Linked DNA regions of Sus scrofa: region 2 is linked to region 1. Evidence: chromatin contacts called from public Hi-C data. All regions are on one chromosome and are shown on one strand. Each heading gives the region's core, a stretch centred on a gene start, on an enhancer-like site or on the middle of the called end of the contact. The rest is flanking DNA. Distances are from core to core; before and after follow the strand shown.

Region 1 (3,195 bases), core at 390-2,889:
TGCCTAAGCCTAACTGTACAACTTCCAGAAGTTGTGCTTGAAGGATAGACATTCTGGCATTGCCCACTCTGGCCACCAGATGGCAGAAAAGTATAACCTTGAACTTTTCACCACTTGGCTGCACAATGCTTCCCTCCTACATACTGAAAGCATTTATGACATACATGCCTCTGTGTGTTTTTCAGTCCTGCATGTGCACAATGTAATTCCCAAATGTGAGTTCCCAGGACTAATTCTTGTTTTAACAGCTTTATTGTGGAATAATTTACTTACAGTTAAATTCACTGATTTAGGTGTACATTTGATAAATTTGGATAAATGTATGAGACATACAACCACCATCACATCAAGTTTTAAAATGCCTCTATTGCTCCAGAAAGTGTCTTTATGCCCTGTTGCACTGTTCTGACCCTGGCCTCAGGGCCAGTTGAGGGTAGTACCCTGCTTCTTCCCTGTCATTTGAAGATCCTCCAAAGAGTGGGTTTATGCAATGGTCGCCCCAACATACGCCCTGGGTATCTTCAGTCCTGGGGTCCCATGGCAGGGCTGCTCAGGCACAAGGTGCCGAGGCTGTGTAAGAGCCTCCTCCTACCACTGTAGGAAAAGGTTTGCTTGTTTTTCAAAGCATTAAACATAAAATTACCGTGTGACTGGCAGTTTCCTTCCTAGCCATGCAGCTGAGAGAAATGACCATATAGGTCCTCATAGAAATTTGTACTCATGTGTTTATAGCAGTATTATTTATAACAATCAAAAGGGAGAAACGACCCAAATATCCATTAGTGAACGAAAGGATAAGCAAATTATCATTCAGCCATACACTGAAATATTACTCAGTCATAAAGAGGAACACAATACTGATCTGTGCTACAACTTGGATGAACCTCAAAAACATGATGCCAGGGAAAGAAGCCAGACACAAAAGAGCATATATCACATGATTGCTTTATGTGATATATCCAGAATAGGTAAATCCACAGAGGCAGAAAGCAGATTAATGGTTATTGGGGGATGTGGGTAGTGGCTTGGGAGGTAAGGGGCAGGGGTGGGAATAGAGAGTGACTAATTAATAGGTACAGGGCGAGGTTAATGAAAGAGTTTTTATAACTAGATGTGGTAGTTGCACAAAATTGCAAATACATTAAATTCCACTGAATTGTATACTTTACAATGGTTAATTTTATAATATGTGACTTTAACTTCAATTGAAAAAAAAAAGAGCATCAACTTCAGTTCCTTCCATCCCACATCAGGGCTCAGGCGCTCCCTGGCAGGCAGGACCAGATACCAGCCCAACCCTAGGCCTGTTGGCTCACGCGGAGCAGGAATGGCACTGGGGTCATGGCCCTCGTGTAGGTGATGTGTGTGTCTCGCAATGAGTGTGCAAGGTCTCACGGAAGTCTTAGAGTCAGAAGAGGAGAAACTTGAACCTGGGGCTGCAGAGCTCCTTCTGTTGCCAGTCTGTCTTATCACTCAGGCCCCTGCAGGGCGGGTGCGCTCCCAGGCCCGCCCTCCTCCTCCCCCAGCCTGGGCACTAGATGCTGGTTCTTAGAGTTGGCCACCAGCCAGGCGGGGCGGTCCGCTGAGCTTTTGCTAACAGCCCTTTAGAGATTGGATGTCCCGAAGGTCAGGGAGCTGATTCTACGTGCTGCCACTTCTGCCCATAGTCAGTTGTAAGAGAGGAGCATGGAGACAGTGGTAAGAACTGCGTCCAGGCTCTTGGTCTGGGTGGCCTGTGTGCTTGTGGCCCTCTCTGCTGCAGTCACTGGTAAGACACACCTGCAGGACCTGCAGAAGTGGGATCTTCTGGGTGGTGGGAGGACTCAGAGGGAGGAAGCACGAGTGAGGGAAGGGAGGGCTGGGCAGCCTGCTCAGGGAGGAAGCCCTCCATGGGGAGGAATGCCAGGGTCATGCGTCTTCTCTGGGCAGGAACTCTGCCCTCGCTGTCATGTGGATCTCCAGAGCAGCCCTGCCCAGGGACTGGATTGTCATATTTTAAGGGGACCTAGGATTTGCCTTAATCAGTAAGATATGGCCATAGAAATGACTGTCATGAAAGGAAAAGTCTGCTCCCCATTGCCAGAAACAGGGGGCACGTCATAGCCTGCAGGGCTGCTCAGGGAAGCTGGAGTTCCTCCAGAAGCAGAAGGCATGAAGGGGAAATGTGGATGAGAGTTTCTATTGTTTGCTGGAGAAGAAACGGGTAAGGCAGGCCAAGGAGGTTTAGATGGTCTAGTTGGAATGACTTCAGCGGGCTCTGGGCATGGGGCTGTCCTTAGATGTCTAACCGTGGGGTGATTAGGGCAGGTAGCTAGTGGCCAGGAGTATCAAGGGCCCTCAGAAGAGGTGCCCTGGTGCAGGGGCTCTGAGTTGATTGGTTTGCATTTGAAGGCCACACTTTCCAGTGAGCTGTTGACCATTTCTGAGAACAGGCTAGCCCTGGGAGGGCAGGCCGTCCAGGGTTAGCAAGCTTCCTAATGTCAAAATGTAAGAATAGAGAAAATAAAAAGATGTATTTGTTACATCTTCTTCAGCAGATGAATAATCTGAGGTTTAGAGAGTGTGAGTGGCTGGCCCAAGGCCCAAGCCCATCTCCTACCCTCACCCCACAGTTCTGTGGGACCAAGGAGAGCTTGGTTCCTTCACTCGGGCTAGTCTGGCCTGGAGGAGAGAGGTAGTGATGCCAAGGCAGGGAGGAGGAAGTGGGGTTAATTGCGAGACTTACCTCACAGGCAGGCTGGGGAAGTTCAGCGAAGTGCTCAGAACAGGGCCTGGCAGAGTAGGTGCTCAGAGAGCCGACATTTAGGGAGTCCATCGGCTACCCTATCCTTTCATGGAGGCTGCAGACTCACCCCAACCCCTCTGTCCCGCCCTCAGGGCGAGAGGCCACTCAACCTGAAGTCGACACCACCCTGGGCCGCGTGCGAGGCCGGCAGGTGGGCGTGAAGGGCACTGACCGCCTTGTGAATGTCTTCCTGGGCATCCCGTTTGCCCAGCCACCCCTGGGGCCTGGCCGGTTCTCAGCCCCACGCCCAGCACAGTCCTGGGAGGGTGTGCGGGATGCCAGCACAGCCCCTGCAATGTGAGTAGCCCCAGGGGAGGTGGGCAAGTGGGCAGGTGGCAGGGGTCCAACTCCCAGGGCACGTGGGGCTGACACACTGGTCCTCGGGCTCCTCCTTGGCCACAGGTGCCCGC
Region 2 (3,195 bases), core at 481-2,980, 36 kb after region 1:
CATGGGCTCTTCCTGGGCTTTGTGCTCTGAGAACTCACCATTTACATGGGCAAGAGCCTTGGGGCCTGGTGTAGCACTGGTGGGAATCCCTCCTGATGTTTGGGACTGGCCTACACCTGGGTCTTTGTCTTGTGGAGCAGATCGTGACACTCCCGATAAGCCAGCGCCCTCTGAGGAAAGAAACCATCTCCAAGGTGCACTGGCATACCCGCACCCTGTTGGTGAGGGGCCGTGCTGTCAGGGGTGCTCAGTTTGGTTGGACAAGGCTGACCGCCCCCCCCGCCCCGCTTTTTACCTAGTAGCTTCTCTTCACAAAGGGCTCCCGGCCAGAACAGAGGTCTTTCTTGGGAGGCCTGGGGTTTGGCACGGAATCAGATGGCTGCTGGTGGGCAAGTCTCCTGGGGCTTCTTCAGGGACACGGCAGGCAGTTCTCATGCAGCAAAAACATAGGGGTAAGAATCATCAAAGAGGGAGACCTTCCTGGGAAGCTCCCTGTCTCCCTTCCCCCAGGCCAAAAACCCCTGGGGCTGCTGAGCCTGGGTCCAGTTACTGGTGTGCCCACCTCCGGCCCAGCTGGCACCCCATACCTCAGGGTGGATGTGGCTTCCCCAGCCAGAATATCACCAAGGAGCAATTACCACTGGTGATGGAGGAGTACCTGGGTGATATCGATGACCATGACTGGAAAATGTTACAGAGCCGTCTGGAAGACCTAGCTGGGGGCGCTACCTTTGGGCACTCCACGCTGTAGGCTGCCCGCCATCACTGAAGTATGTGGGGTCCCTGGGAGTGGGCACCCCCTGTCCACTCCTGCCACTGGACTTACCAAGTGCTCACCCATGCTCTCTGTTCCTCTGGGCTGGTGTAGGATTCCACGTGGCCACAAAAGAGGCAGCATGCTATCAACTGTGAGAGAAGAGGGGCTGTTCCCTGGGGCTGAGGAGGGCAAGACCAAGGTCCGCCCAGAGGAGACAGCCTAGCATGTTCAGGGAAGAACTGACAGACTTAGGGGCACCTTGGAGATCCTGCCCAGGCTGACCAGGGCTTGGGCAACATGTGGGTGAGAGGTCACAGGAGGGGCTGCAGAGGTAGACAGTGAAGAACCGTAAATGTTAAACAGAGAGAGGCAAGTTCAGAAAGGCTTCTGCGATCCTTGCCACAATCCCATGAATTATTTTCATGTCCTCAGTTGGCAGATGAGCTACAGCTCAGAGAGGTTGAGTGAGTTGCCCCAGGTCACGTGGCTAATGAATGGCATGGACAGGATTCAAATCTGCTCCCTTGGTTCTGAAGCCCAAGCTCTTTACCCAGCTTGATGCAGGTGGGTGGAATTCGTGGGTTGGATGAGAAGCCCAGGCCAGGCCATTTCCTGCAGCCCCTCTCAGTTTCCCTGTTCATAGATGCTGGCTTCCCTGTCTACGTGTACAAATTGAGCACCACACTCCCAGCATCATTACCAATCCCGCACTGATGGTGCAGACCATGGGGATGAGATCGGCTTCATCTTCTGGAGGCCCTTCTCCAAAGGGGCTACAGCCCCACCTGCCACCCACGCTGGACTTCCAGTCTCCCCACCTTTGTATTCTGACCCACCTTCCATTGCTGATCACATGTCAGCACCCCATGCTCTGTTCCAAACGCCACATTCCATTCTGCCTCCAGGAAGGAGAAGGTGCTGAGCCTCTGGATGATGAAATACTGGGCCAACTCTGCCAGCACAGGGTGAGTCTGGGCCCCTGACTCATCTGGGCAGTCATTCTAAACCTGATGACCAGCTGTTTCAGATACTTGTCCTTGCATGTCCCACAGAAAATGTGTGATCAACCCAAGCAGAATGTCCCATCTTTCCCTAGTCAGTCACCAGGTCCTCGATGTCCCTAGAATAGGTTCCTCTTTGTCCCATGACCACACTCTTCACTCACTCAAGCACTCCACAGTCACTGTCAATGCTCTCTCATGCCCAGCTCAATACTGGGAGCTGGAGTTCAAGGCTATCACAGACATGACCCCCTTCTCCAGAGGCTTGTTAATGTTTAACAGAAACATCAGGGGAGTTCCCGTCGTGACTCAGCAGTTAACGAACCCAACCAGTATCCATGAGGACTCGGGTTCAATCTCTGGACTCCTTTGATGGGTTAAGGATCCAGTGTTCCCATGAGCTGTAAGGTAGGTCTCAGGTGCAGCTCAGATGCCACGTTGCTGTGGCTGTGGCGTAGGCTGGCAGCTGTAGCTCTGATTTGACCCCTAGCCTGGGAACCGCCACATGCCTCAGGTGTGGCCCTAAAAGCAAAACAAACAAACAAAAAACATCAAATTACAATCTGGTTTAGTGAGGATTGTGTTGCGGGATCAGAGGCACTTTGAGAGCATCAAGGGGTGTCTGACCAAGCTGGGCTGTGGGGGGGTGGGGGGGGTTCCCTGGCAGAGATGCCTAGTTCCCCATCTCCACATTCTCTCTGCATTCTGTCCATCTTCCTATGACACTCAAGGGGTCTTTCTGAATTATCACCTCTTCAAACTCTGCATGGCTTCCCTCTGCTCCCAGGTAAAGTCCCATCCCCTTAGCTTGGCACAAAACTTTTTAAAACACTTCCTGTTTCAACTCCTCTCCGGATCCATCCTCTTCACACATTCCGTGTTTTTACCTAACCCTGTACTTGCGCTTCCTCCCAAAGCCCTGGGCCTTCATACCTCCAACCCTTTGCCCATACTGTTCCCTCTGCCTGGAAGGTGCCTCATTGCTATACGCTTTCCTCTTCTTTCTTGAAGATCTAAGTATCATCTCTGAAAAGCCTTCTTGGACCCCCAACTCCCAAGGCAAGGTGAATGAGGGAAGGGTGAGAGAAGGAGGCAAGATGAGGCAAGGTGAATGAGAGAAGGGTGAGAGAAGGAGGCAAGATGCACAGGAATAATCCTCTCTTCTGGGCAGAAACCCCAATGGTGGGAAGCTGCCCCACTGGCTATGTTACAACAAGGATGAGAAGTACTTGCAGCTGGATTTAACCACGATGGGGGTGTGAAGCTTAAGGAGGAGAAAATGGCCTTTTGGATGAGGCTGCACCAGCACTAAGGACTGAGAAGCAGGGCAGTTCTGAGGCTGGCTATGCAGGAGGGAGTCTTAGGGGTTGTCCCACCTCCCAGGCCTTGAGGAGATTAGCCATAGACACATCTGGGACAAGCATCTAGGCTCCCTGT

The links. A called contact is a pair of places that touch in the nucleus more often than the background predicts.
Region 2: a Hi-C map of liver shows a contact between it and region 1, with 2.9 times the contacts expected there. The contact joins the enhancer-like site here to the promoter of CES3 in region 1. A contact is called at or near these places in 1 of 5 promoter capture datasets (liver), 7 of 47 Hi-C or Micro-C datasets (embryonic fibroblasts, fibroblasts, liver and 1 more) and 1 of 2 datasets of contacts at active chromatin or transcription factors (alveolar macrophages).

The regions. Positions count from the first base shown.
Region 1 is chr6:27,626,073-27,629,267 of Sscrofa11.1, forward strand. CES3 (carboxylesterase 3) reads left to right here and starts at 1,640. Exons shown (of 14, transcript NM_001243625.1): 1 at 1,640-1,768; 2 at 2,878-3,082; 3 at 3,188-3,195. The coding sequence starts at 1,687.
Region 2 is chr6:27,661,756-27,664,950 of Sscrofa11.1, forward strand. It overlaps the pseudogene LOC110261349. Among named protein-coding and RNA genes, the nearest start is that of CBFB, 21 kb to the right of the region's middle. Within about 2 kb of position 1,731, at least 12 of the 83 cell types and tissues checked have an H3K27ac peak or open chromatin away from gene starts, as enhancers often do. A contact at or near this core is called in alveolar macrophages and liver, where this site is marked.